2 separate regions of the Zea mays genome follow, and region 1 is linked to region 2. A link is a contact called in public Hi-C data. All regions are on one chromosome and are shown on one strand. The core of a region is the stretch at or near the end of the contact, and the rest is flanking DNA. Distances in the headings are between cores, read along the strand shown. Region 1 holds the start of LOC100281654 (flavonoid 3-monooxygenase). Region 2 holds the start of LOC100273739.

What was found. A called contact is a pair of places that touch in the nucleus more often than the background predicts.
Region 1: a Hi-C map of leaf shows a contact between it and region 2, with 3 times the contacts expected there. The contact joins the promoter of LOC100281654 here to the promoter of LOC100273739 in region 2. A contact is called at or near these places in 8 of 25 Hi-C or Micro-C datasets (bundle sheath, ear, endosperm and 3 more) and 1 of 3 datasets of contacts at active chromatin or transcription factors (leaf).

The regions. Positions count from the first base shown.
Region 1 is chr1:62,892,507-62,899,289 of Zm-B73-REFERENCE-NAM-5.0, reverse strand. It overlaps LOC100281654 (flavonoid 3-monooxygenase), which reads right to left and starts at 1,463. Exons shown (of 2, transcript NM_001154573.2): 1 at 381-1,463; 2 at 1-258. The coding sequence starts at 1,325.
Region 2 is chr1:62,617,151-62,624,331 of Zm-B73-REFERENCE-NAM-5.0, reverse strand. It overlaps LOC100273739, which reads left to right and starts at 2,769. Exons shown (of 1, transcript NM_001148148.1): 1 at 2,769-4,280. The coding sequence starts at 2,906. The coding sequence ends at 3,967. LOC100283342 (protein Mo25) reads left to right here and starts at 6,884. Exons shown (of 11, transcript NM_001156243.2): 1 at 6,884-7,041. The coding sequence starts at 6,931.

The sequences.
Region 1 (6,783 bases), core at 214-2,713, 280 kb before region 2:
GCCGCCCACGGACACGTCCTCCCGACACAGCCGCGGAGTCAGGAGCGGCGCGACTGGGTGCAGGCGCAAGGTCTCCTTCACGACGGCGTCGAGGTACGGGAGGCTTGGGATGTCCCCCTCTGCCACAAGACGGTTGCGGCCGACGACACGGTCCAGCTCCTCGGTGGCCTTGGCGAGGACCTCTGGGTTCCTCAGGAGCTCTGACATGGCCCACTCCACAGTCACCGCCGAGGTGTCGGTGCCGCCGCCCATCAGGTCCTGGGGTGCAGGACGACCACTCCATCATTAGTCTACTTTTGTGCTTGGCTGAACTCTGAAGTTTAAATCTAATTAACCTAAGTTAAAATATGCTACGCATGATGTGGATTAGTAACGCTTACTAGAGTGAACCCCTTCACATTATCCCGCGTGATGGGGACCTCGAGCTGGCTGGGGTCGTCAGCGAGCTCCAAGAGCACGTCCATCATGTCCATGGCGACGAAATCCTCTCCTTCTCGGCGCCGCCGCTCGTTGTGCTCGTCCACCACGTGCTCCAGGAACCGGTCCAGCATCTTGGCCGACCTCTTCATCCTCTTGACGTACCCTTGCGGGTCCAGGGGGCTGAGCCACGGGATCATGTCCGCGACGTTGAGCACGCCGTTGAGAAAGAAGTGCTCGTCGATCAGCCACCTGAACTCCTCGGGCGTCGCCGGCGAGCTAGACCCCTCGACGACGTACTTCTTGCCCAGCAGCATGCGCGAGACGACGCTGAGGTTCACCATGTAGAGGTGCTCCCTGAGCGTCACCGCGTCGTGGCCGCCGGCCGGCGCCGACGCCGCCGCACGCAGGTCGCTCAGCATGGCGCGCACCTCGTCGCTGCGGACGTGCTCGAGCGACATGAGCCGCCTCGCGCTGAAGAGCTCGGCCTGGCAAAGCCTGCGCGCCTGACGCCAGTACGCGCCGTAGGGCTGGTAGAAGAGGCCAGCGCAGTTGTAGGTGGTGTACCTGCCGGCCGCCGTCTGAGGACGGTCGATGAAGGCCAGGTCGTGGGTCTTGAGGATGAGCCTCGCCGTGTCGATCGACGACGCGACGACGACGGGAAAGGAGCCGAACCGCAGGGACATGAGCGGGCCGTACCTCTTGGAGAGCTCGTGGACGGAGTGGTGAGGCAGCGGGCCGATCAGGTTCAGGTTGCCGATCACCGGCCACGGCCGCGGGCCTGGTGGGAGCCTGTACTTGCGCGTCGAGCGCGCGCGGAGCCGGAGAACGGTTACGAGGAAGAGAGTGGCGCCAGCCACTACGGCGACGAGGAAGAAGGATGCGGAGGACGGTGCTGGTAGCTCCATGGGGACTTGGGAGTTGGGACGTACCAGTAGGGGTGTGCGACGAGCCCTTTTTTTTGATACTAGTCCCCTTTCTCGCTTGTTCCGTTAGGTCAATCCAGAAAAGGATTAGAAGGAATATTTATCTAGATTGTTATAACCGAACACGCCCTCCGTGGGTCTGTAGGGAGCTATTCAGCCCAAATGCTCGGCTCCGAACGGTCCTTAACGAGCGGATGTGTAGGAGCGCTTGAGCCATTCGATACCCAGGCAGGGTGCCGAGCTGAAGCCCGACGCGTGGGTGCAGCGGCTTCGTGTTACAGCACCGATGCAGTAATTTTTTTTCTTCATTCAGTAGATCCACAATCATGTAGTGTCGTCCCTACGCCCAATAAATGTATAACTGTATAGTCAGTCATTCGCAAGCAAGAGACCCACTAGACTAGCTGGTCCCCGTTAGCTCCTCTATCTCATCTTCAATCACATCTTTTATTTTAAACTTCAATCGATAAATTGTGTTGTCAGAACTGCAAAATAGTGTTTTGAACCTCCATATGCACAGCCTGCCGATGACAGCATAAGGTCTACTTGTCAATAGTCGTTGTCCATATTTAATATTAATGTTGGTGCACACTAAACACTAGGGATATATCGACTAGTGGTGCCCTCTGCGGCGGCACGAACGGTTCGCGACATCGCTTCAAGAGCGACTCCTTCCCCGCATCGCTTTGGACGGTCCACACTATGGACCAGATGGTCCATGATGGCTCAAGGTCCTCTTCCTCCTTGCATGAACCCAGATCATGCCCCATAGGGAGAGACCTTAGGGTGCTCCGGTCAGCAGGCCACCCGGAGGGTAAGATCCAAGTATCGTCTTGAATCGGCAGGCCACACAAGACGGATATCGACGTAGAGTCAAATAGGGGTGGTCGGGTGGAGGTGGATATGCGGAAAGCTACAACTAAAGCTATGCTATATCTATACTACTCTATTAAGAACCTAATGTGGCCACCTCGTGCTACCATGACTTCACTCTCCGCGCTGACACTCCGGGTCCGACCACCACACCGCACAAAAAATAGTGCAGAGCTGAAAGAGAAATGTGCCCTTAGGCCATTTCTAGTTGTTTTGGTGATCAAATGTTCAACATATTACTAAGAACTAATACTACTCCTATGAGCACGGACACATGTGTTTAGAAAGCAAATTAAAACAAAGGTATGTTTCTAGCACTTAATCATTTATTTTATGTGCTAACAATGTTCATCTAAATGCTAGAAAACTTCTCAAGTCAAGCAAAAATATAGTGGAGAAGGTTGGCTAAATATGGCCAAACTTGGGCCAGTCTTGACCTCACCGGACAGTCACACGAGACATGCTCGGGCAAGTCGTGATTGCGCTTAGGCGAACCGTGACTGTCTCCCATCTGAGGATGGCCTTGGGCGTGCCGGGGCTGTGTCTTCCGCCGAGGTTTGTCTCGAGCGAGTCGTGACTGCCTCGGGCGTGTCGTGGCAACGGACAAGCTGTGGCCTCGGACAAGCTGCTACCTCGGGCGCGTTGCTTCCTCGGGCGGGTTGTGGCCTCGGGTGAGTCGTGTCCTGTGTGCCATGCAACCGAAGGCGCACAACGGTCGGCTCGGCTGATGAAGGAAACATATCACTGATTGTCAATATGGTGCACTCGCAAAAAGGGAAGGCTGGGAGCTTCCAACTGAATCTCTCACAGCTTATAGGTCACTTGAGGCTATGAAAGAACCCCCTAGGCACATTGAAACAGTACCCAAGCACCCTTTGAGCACACTACAACTTCGAACCTCTACGACCACGTTGCTGATTTATTAGAGAGAGATTTGAGCACGTTCTTGAACTATGACTCTGTCGTTTTGATTCGTGCGCTCTCTCTTTTGCTTGTGTGCGTGTTGTTGATGCGTTGTGTTCTTGTGTATGTCTCTACTCCCCCCTTTCTTCGTTTTGATTGTAATCATTTGTGGAGATTTCTCACAGTGGGATATTGATATAAGAAAGACAATTGTGGTACTCAAGTTTGATCTTTGGATCACTTAACAGGGATTAAGTGCAACCGTTGACCAAAAAAGGTCACCACAACGTGGAGTAGGCATTGGCCAAACAACGATAAAAATTGTTGTGTCTCTTGTCTATTTTAATTATTATGATTAATGTCTTCTCGAGTTCTCTACTCACTTGCAATATTGCTCCTAAGTTTAATACTCATCTTAAAGAAGCAATCAAGTGAAGAGTTCTCATTGCTTCTCTCTTTTCATCCTAACTTGGTTTTAGTTCTCACTAACACATATTATAAACCAAGTTTGTGTTGTTTAGAGATAATTTTCAGGATCACCTGTTTACCCCACTCTAGGTGCTCTCAATTGGTATCAGAGTCGTTCTCTTCATCAAGGGACTAACCGCATAAAAAGATGGATCCTAAGGGCAAGAGGATTGTGATTGATGACAAGTAGAAGGAGACTGTCAACAACAATGAGCTAAAGGGAGATAAGCCCATCGACTTAGGCTCAAACAACAAGAAGAAGGACGAGAAAAAGAAGATGTGCATCAAAAAGATAGTCTACTATGCACAACAACAATGCCTCCTTATCTTCACCAAAGAACGACGACGACTCTTCTTCAAAGAAAAAAACGGTTAAGCAACATTACTTTTTTTATTATTCCTACATTACATACAACTTCAATGCTCATTTATTGTCTATTCCTCTTAGCAAGCCCCCTCACTTTGTTGAGGAAGATTATTCTTTTTGGAATCATAAAATGCGTAGTCATCTATTTTTTTCTTCATCCTTGCATTTGGGAAGTAGTAGAAAATGGAATAGAAGATCAAATGGTCTTTTAGGTTATCTACGTGTTATGAGGCCCGAGGCCCCTAAGCACCATGGGTCCTCTTGGGCTAAAAAAAATTTAAGTCTCCAAGGACATTGAGCCATGGGGTTCTATTCAATAAATATGTCTTTGGAGACCTCCATGTCCGATGATATATGAAATTAAGTTCTTAGAGAATCCCATGCCCCCATACCTTTGATCAATAGATAGAAACACTTTTAGATAGAAAGAGTGAAGTTAGGCTTGCTAATAGGTTTTAATTCGTGTAAGAAAATTTAGAGAAGCTCATTCACCTCCCTCTTAAGCATCTTAATCCTTCCACAAGGAAACAAATCAAATATTACAATGAGGAAAGTGGTTGAAAGAAACCCTGGCTCCTTTTGGGTTCCTCAACGAAGATGTAAGAGTCATGAAGATGAGTCCAAATTTCGATGCATAAATTAGGTGTAACCTTTATTTATTATTGTGTTCTTATTGTACATATGCTTGATCTTTATTGTTTCAACTTGATCTACTTGTTGTGAACCATTTAGGCAAAACCATCACATGAAACTTGCTCATCATACTTCCCTACATATATATAGTAAACACATATCTATATTTTACTAGAAAATCCATAGACAGTTTAGGTTTTGTATTTGCAAGATCAGAATTCTTGATCATTGTCAGAAAGCCTGATTAGGACCATAATTATTTATACTTGACATTTAACATGTTGTGAGGGTTAAAATTTCAAGTTTCTCTTAATCACATATTCCTTTAGTTGATATCTCGATCCTTAGTCTCAATGTGAAGTAGGCTGTTGGTAAGCCAACAGACCTTGAGAGAATACAATCTCTCTCTCTCTCTTTTGTAACTTGCATTATCTACGCTATCGCTTTACATGCCTTATCTCTTGCTACTGTAGTTGTATGTGCTATTGTTAGCTTGTTGTTTAGTTTTGATCACTAGTACGAGTACGAGATCCAGTGCTTAGCCTTGTTTTTTATTTTTTTATTTGTCATGAAACCATTTGCAATTTTGTTGATGTAACTAATCTGACGATACAAATATGTAAGTTTGTAACTAATCTGACGATACAAATATATTTACACTAACAATTGGTATAAAGGTATCGCTAATGAAGATGTGTTTGTCCTGGTAATTTTAAAATTAGTTCTAGTGGGAATTCTCCATTTTTACTCACCCTCACTCTAGCCAGTTCAGACCACCCTCGGTGAAATCAAACTACCCCGCCAATAAAAAATGAACTTTTTTTACTAGTTTGCAGTATAGTACAGATAGAAGGTCTTTTAAAAATTAGACCCTGTTTGAAAGCAACATAGCTTTTAGGAATCCAGTTTCTAAAAACTGGTTTATGAAAAAAAAACTAATGGTGTTTGGAACCATATCAATTTCTATAACCTAGTTTTAGCTAGAAAAGACTAGAAATTCAGTTTCTATAAATTGAAACATATACTGGTATGCTTGAAACCACCTTAGTTTTCATAAATCAGTTCCTTAGAAATTAAGGGCTTTCAAACAAACAGACCCTTAATCTTTTCTTTCACACTAGTTGCTTCAATGATATAAATATCTATCACTCAACCAATTCGTTTGGCAAACACTGCCACAAGCAAAGTAGACGGTACGATTGTTCGTTTATGTCAGGGCAATAGTGCTTTGCTTTGGCGGTGGCGAGGATAGAGCGTGGATAACGCTGCTTTGGAGGGCAAGAGTGATTGGGCCAGATGTGATCGGCCCGGATTCTTTGCGGGGAGGTGGGGACGCTTGGCATCGAGGCCGGGGCAGGGGCTAAAATAATTTTGGTTTTTCTAGAGGGTTAAAGTATGTTAAATTTAATTATATATATAATGCTAATTATGTACTATTAGATTTTTTATTAGTTATAATTTTATAGTATATTTATTTTGTGTCATAAATTTTTATGACTTTTTTCAAAAAATAAGATGCTTTGTCCCGTAATCTCTACTATATTAAAGCATCAATTTTTCTGCTTGTTTCTATCATCGTCGTACCCTCCCATACTTAAATTGAACAATGCTAAAATTATGTATAAATGAGGATTTGAATTATGATTGCTGACTCTAAACCACGTTCACACCCAACTAGCCAGTAAAACACACATATTTTTAAGTTTTATATTTTATACTCTATACTTAAACATAAATAAAAATCATAGCAAGTACGTTCTAGTAAACAATTAAAATAGCTTATTATTTGGAAGGGAGTGAGTACCAATGTATGATGCAAAGTCACATATTAGGCTAACAATCATATACATAGTACTAGCTCAGTGCTCGTGCGTTGCAACGGGATCATATAATAGCTCGATAACTTATATATACAAATGTGTGTTATATTGTTATGAGATGGAGGACGACATCCACGAGCCGTCCGGGATGACGTTGAAGAGAAACTCGGGCCTGTGACGCACGAGCACTCACCTAGTAGTGTATTATACAAGATTTAACAAGACAATTTAAAGGCAAAAATTCAAGAATGATCTTTCATAGACTACTGTAAATTCATGCCTAAAAGCTCACTGTAATTGACTTGCTTGAAGAACACAATAATACTACTGTGAATATGTGATTCAACTTAATCACAGTAGTAAAATTACATCTGAT
Region 2 (7,181 bases), core at 1,520-4,019:
TAGCTGTGCACTGTAAGTAACTGTGTGTACTCTGTATTATTTGTCTACATATTGACAGCTGTTATTTAGTGTGCTCTAAGGCTCTAAGCTGGTACTAGTCGTTATTAGTTGCTTGCACTGCTTTTGATGTCAGATGGAAGTCTCATCGATCTGTGCCATCATGGACCTTCGGCACTACCTACCTATGAACTGCCAGAAAATCATCTAATTGTCCAAATCCCAGAGATTTTTAAAAAAAACATTGTGAGGTGGGGTTTTTTTTTTTGCACAACTAAAATGAAACTTTGCCAGGACTATGTGTTATTTCTGATCATAGTATGAAACTTTGCCAGTATAGTTGTATACTTGTATTGCCAATGAAACATTTTGTTAGGCTGCATGGTTGCCTAAACTGGTTTCTTTCTTTCTTTTTTTGGTCTTATTTCAGGAGGTTGAATATGCCGGAGGAGGGATCCCCTTAATTTAATGCCCATTTCTACTCTTGAAAAATTACCCTGTACTCCTCAATACACGAGAAGTGCAGTTCTTTTTTGTGTGGATTTGTAGAACTATTCTTTAGATGCGTTTGTATGGAATTTGCGACCGTGTAGCAAAGTCGCAGGATACCCACTGGACGGTATCATACGGCAGGTTTATAGATGGTTTGTTCATTTTTTGGGAGCGCAGTTTTTAAAATCACAGTTTTCAATACCAATACCATACTCTAATAACTTGAATGACATAAGCATGCTTTTTTTACAGCAGCCAATCGAATACGTGTTTGGTGCCATGGTTTTTATTCTATCATCAGTTCCATTCAAAAGACGTTAACTAGCGATCATACAAGCAGCGATCATACAAGAAGCGTCATACAAGCAGCGTCAAAAATTCATATCAAGCAACAAGTAAATAAAACGATACATGATACATATTACAGTATTATCTTAAGTTTCTTTTAACATGTTTAGATATGATTGGTTAGATATATTATCTTAAAAGTTTCTTTTAACATGTTTAGATATGATTGGTTTTTAAACATGTCGTAGCTGTAAATTCTGTGTTACTTCGCTACTAAACTATTGTGTCATATATTAATAGTCTAGCTATTGAATTTATATATAGGATTGGGACCCTATAGATTTGGGGGCTCAGGCTCGGGGCGCCGGCCCCTCTGCTCCACCCTGAGGATCGTCGTTGCATACAAGTCAAATAAGTCACAATAGTTTACATGGGCTAAAAAGAAAGAAGCGCGTGGTAGCTGGAGGGTGTTTGCAAGCAAAATATTTTTTAGAGTTTTGAGATAAAACTATGGTATTGAAAAACAGTATGCTATATTTTGGTAAAAGGTGTCTCGCTACCTTGTAAAAAATCTGTTTTAAATATCTTGGTTTATAAGTTACTTTGGTAACTCCACTTCAACTTAAAGTTTTTGTTTATAACTAGCTTTTGTAACATGTACACTAAATACTATGGTTGACATATTTTGTCTCCAAACAAATATTGCTTGGAGTGATGTACAAAAATACTATAGTTGTGTCACGACATTTTAAAACTACGGTATTGTAAAACCATGGTTTTTGAAATATTTGGCTTCCAATACGCCTCATACTTCGGTATGGACTAAAGTTTTTCATGTCCTAGGTATTGCCAAAACCAAGGTTTTATATATTATGGTTTTAAATAGTCTATCAAAACACCTTAGGTCCTGTTTGGAAGCGTAGTATTTTTGCAGTTTTGAAACAATACTATGGTATTTGATGATACTATAGTATTGAAACATAAAAGGTGTTTGATTTGTACAGGCAAAACACAGTTTTAAATACCATGATTTACCTGAAACCGTGGTATTTTTGGAGTTTTCGAAACTCCACTCAGGACCTCAGTTTTCTTCTCTTCTCTCTACGTATACCTTGTTTTTCTAACGGAACCAAACATATCTCGGTTTTGAGGAATACTATGGGTTTACTGTGGTAAAGTAATATCGTAGTATTTTTGTCATGTATAGTTGTAAACTATAATATCTCAAAACTACAGCATTTCAAAACTGCATTTCCAAACAGGCCCTTAAGGCTTTTAAAAGCATGGTATTAGCAAATACCACAATATTATTCACAGTATTGTTAGAACTAGGAAAATACGGTCTCTCCAAACAAGCGTAGGGCCTGTTTGGTTCAGCTTTTCTTTGACCAGCTTTTCTGAAAATCTGGCTGTGGAAAGAATTTGGCTGTGCGGAGAATCTGAGTATCATTACGATTACGTATGGAGGGAGATAAAGTTGTTCATAGGGCTCAGGATTTAGAAAGTGACGGATTCCTACTATTACAACGACTCAACCGATTATGTGTTTATGTTGATTTTGGATGGTTTTTGCCCCAACGAATTTTATAGAAGCTGGCTGAAAAGCTGAACGTTTGGCAGTCCGCAGCAGTTTTTGGTGGCCAGAAGCCGAAACAAACAGGGCCGTAGGACGGTAGGAGTAGTTTTCGACCAATTTTCAACAGGCGCGTCAGCTGATTCCACATGCATCCGTTGGATAATTTTGTGGCATGCAACGGAACCGTCCATGAATAGGCAAACTAGGCAACGGAATAAAATCCCCTGCGTCCAAGTATAGGCACCACCCAAAGCCGGCAAGCAGGCGTCAGCCACCATCTTCCCTTCTCTGATCCTAGCTTGTCTCCTGGCCCTCCGCCCTTCCATTGCTGCGACTGCGAGCTGCGGCCTTTATGTACCCCCTGACCTTCCGCTCCTTCGCCTCCTTTCCCCACCATTCCCATGGTGGCCCCCCTCGCCTCCTAAGGCACCATCTCCGAGGACCAGGGCGGCCACCACCTACCCGGCTTCGCATTCGGCAGCCCCAATCGGCCGACCGCCTTTCGGTCCTTGTGTGTCCCCTCTCCAGCGGCGCCATACAACAAACAGTACAATGCCTTCAAATTCTGCCGTAGTAGTAGTTATCGCCATCTTTCTTGTTGTTATCCTCGGCGCCAGCCACGCGGTCACCGGCGCCCGTGTCGGCACCATGATGATCCGGCAGCCTTCTTCGTCCTCCTCCGTCCTGATGTTCAGGGAGGCGCCCGCGTTCCGGAACGGCCCCGACTGCGGCGCGGACGGCCGGGTGGACATCGCCATGACGCTGGACGCTAACTACCTCCGCGGCACCATGGCCGCGGTGCTGTCCATCCTGCAGCACACGGCGTGCCCCGAGAGCGTAGCGTTCCACTTCCTCACCGCCGACGCCGACGCCGACGGCCACGGCCTCTCCGCCGCGCTGCGCGCCTCGTTCCCGTTCCTCGACCTGCGGGTGTACCGCTTCGACCCGTCGCGCGTCCGCGACCGTATCTCGCGGTCGGTGCGCCAGGAGCTGGACCAGCCGCTCAACTACGCGCGCGTCTACCTCGCCGACACGCTGCCGCGCGACGTGCGCCGCGTCACGTACCTCGACTCCGACGTGGTCGTGGTGGACGACGTCCGGACGCTGGCGTCCGTGGACCTCGCGGGCCACGTGGTGGCGGCGCCCGAGTACTGCCACGCCAACTTCAGCAACTACTTCACGGACGCCTTCTGGTCGCACCCGGCGCTCAACGGCACCTTCCACGGGCGCCGCCCATGCTACTTCAACACGGGCGTCATGGTCATGGACGTCGACAAGTGGCGCGCCGGCGGGTACACGCGCCGGGTGGAGGAGTGGATGGCCGTGCAGAAGCGGCGGCGGATCTACCACCTCGGCTCGCTGCCACCGTTCCTGCTCGTCTTCGCCGGCCACATCCGGGCGGTGGACCACCGGTGGAACCAGCACGGGCTCGGCGGCGACAACGTCGAGGGCCGCTGCCGGGGTCTCCATCCGGGCCCTATCAGCCTCCTTCACTGGAGCGGCAAGGGCAAGCCGTGGCTCCGCCTCGACGCCCGCCGGCCGTGCTCTGTGGACTACCTATGGGCGCCCTACGACCTCTACCGTTACTCGTCGCCGGTGATCGACGAGTGGTGACTGGTGAGCCGTGACGTGGTGTGAGCATGCACCACCTGAGGAGCTACTAGCAAATGGTAGGACAGTTCGATCTTGCAGAGGGGAAGAGGCATCACAATGATGCATGCATGCATTGCTATCTCTTGATCTTTTAATTTATATAATACTGTGCAATTCACCCTCTTAATTTTGTATATATAGATATATAGAACCTGTTGTAAATTTGTACAGATTATTATTAGTATGCATGGTGGGGAGGCTCATGCTGACAAATGTATGTACAATTGTACCGTATATCTCGAGTTCATGGTAATACAACACATAGATTCTATGCACACTACCATACACACCTGTCTTGCCGAGTGTTATCTCGGAAAGTACGTGTCAAACTATTTGCCGAGTGTGACAATCGTTAAAGAAGTCTCGTCGAGCTGTACATCTACAACGGTTTCTTTTCCGAATACTTTTTATCAGATACCTGGCAAAGTCATCTGATACTCTGTAAAGAAAAGTCGTCGTCACGATGCTAATTGACGGAGCCTTTGCCGAGTGTTCTCTCCGACACTCGGCAAAGAAGCCTCCTTTGCCAAGTACCTGCTATATTTGTCGAGCCTTTGTCGAGCTTAACACTCGGCAAAGAATTGGATTCTGGTAGTGGTAGTACATGTTCTTAAATACTCTCCTATAGTACTTAACGAATGCATATGCATATTTACATGGCTCTTTTTTCTGCTTTCTGAAGGATAGGACAAGATCTCTGATATATTTTTACTCCGTTCATTCTAAATTGTATCATTTGTAAGTTGTTATTGGTTTTTCGCTTGGGAAAATCGGTGGTCGGTGCACTACTTTAAAAAAACTAATGTAAGAGCAAGGAAACCTCTAGAGATAATTGTTAGCAGCTTGAATTAGTTGTAAGTGTTCCAAACACTCTAACTAAAGTCTCAAATAATTGTTAGTTGTATGCCTAACTAGTAACTAATAATCAATCAAATAGCTAGGTTAGGGAAGTTAAAATCAATTAAAACCTAGCAAAAGACAGGATTGCCCCTTATCGTTTCAACATGGCTCTCGATCTTTACACAATGCTTGTTCGACTCTATCGCCCGAACCATCGATGCTTTGCAGAAACATTGTCGCCTGGTTCTATATTTTTTTATGAATTCATGTTACTTGTCACATGTTTGGAGTTTGGAGGGTGAACCCCAATTCTTTGTAAAGAATAAAGATGATTGAAAAAAGGACTCAACGACACTATGGTAAACTAGTAAGTTCAACCTACATATTGGTTGGAGGTTTAAAAAAACTTCTAATAGTTAACCGGCTAATAGTTAGCTGACCTATTTTAGCTAACAATTTGTTTGTTGGTTAACTATTAGCTTTAGAGGTTACAAATAGGTTCTAAACGCTTATTTGAATCATAGCTCAATTATTATAATCTAGATTATGCATAGTATTATTGCAGTTAGGATTAAGGATTATGAATAATAAAAGTGTTTAGGTTAATAGATTATGTTGATTGATTAAAGTGAGAAATTTTTACCTTATCTTTTTATTGGACAAGTAAGATAGAGAGGGGGGGCAAGTTAAACGTCCAATACCTATAATCTTCTATAGCCTCGTCACACCTGAATAATCAAGAGTCTTGTTACAATAACTCGTTATATAATCAATTATGTTTAAATAAAACTTAATTATATAATCTGATCATTATATTCCGAAGGTCATTGTTGGTCACCCTATGATTTTCCTCTCTCTTATTTTGACTTGGTCCTACACTTGTCGGCACACCATGTCTATTGTTAGGGGTGGAAACGAGCCGAGCTCGACTCAGCTCTTCCATCTAACGAGCTTGAAAAAACGGCTCTGCTCGTTTCTGGCTCGCGAGCCAGCGAGACTAGCCATAAACATGAATTTGCTCTTTAAATTGTAATATAAAATATATAAAAAATAAATAACATATTTTAAATTAGTAAAATAGATATATTACTAATCTAATATAGAAAATAGATTAATTTTGTATACTAATCTCAAATAATAAATTAATTGTTTGCTCGATACTAATATTATATGCTAATTAGAATTTTATGTAACAAATTGTCGTTGGATCGAGCCACGAGCCAGCTCGCGAGGAGCGAGCCGAGCCGAGCTGGCTCGCTCTTTTCATGAGCCACTAAAACAGGTTCGGCTCGGACTTGTTCTGAGCCTCGAGCCGATCTGTTGCGAGACCGAGCTAACTCGTCGAGTTCGAGCTTTTTTTCTAGCCCTATCTGTCGTTACGACTAATTTATATATTTCTCATGCATTCCATATATATGTTCCGCATGTAGTTGTCGATATTCATGTCAAATTTGTAAAAATATGTACGAATAGAACAAAGTTATTCTGAGCATCACAATTAGCATTAGATACAGTATTTGTTTGCGCAGATCGGTGGATGTGAGGTGGAGTTTGTGGAAAATGCAAGGGACAGAGACATAAAGTTTTGCGTTGCGTAACAATAATGATTTGACATGGAGAAACACGGCATGATATGTCTGGCAGTGAAAGACATGGTGCAGCTAGAGGGTTACGTCAATGGAATGCAACGGATCGGAGGGTTATTGTTTCAAGTTTATTTTCCTTGAAAATTGCTTTGCATGTAACTACCCTACTTCTATAAAATTCGTAGATTTTATTCAAATACTACCAGTGAAAGTTTCCGTGCATATGTCAGTGAAAGATAGGTTTGAAAACAATTCATAAATCTTTCGGTAGGAGTAGTGTGGAGTGAAAAGAAAGTATTGTAACACGCAGAGGGGGTTAGATGTAAAAGCTATGCGCAGCCAAGGGCCAAATACAGAGGAGACAGAGAGAGGGCGTCGCGATCGCAACCGCCCGAGCCCGGCCGGTCCCATCATCGACGCCAGTGTGCATTATTACGCCCCGCCATCAGCCGGCCGGCAACTCGACAGGGAAAAGGAAGACGCACCGCTAGAGCTGAGATGTCCTTCTTCTTCCGCATGGCGTCGCGGCTGCGGCCGTCGACGCCGGAGGAGGTGGTGCGCTCCATCAAGGACTCCTTCCTCGCGCTCCACACGCGCACCCACGCCAAGGTGATCTCCGAATCTCTCCGTCTCCTGCCCCCCTTCAGCCGGGCATCCTCTCCAGTCTCCAGTAGTTCTCGCGCGTTTTTTTTTTTCCTTGGAGATCTAGAGGCCAGTCGATCCATGCGAACCCGATCTCTGATAGCCTC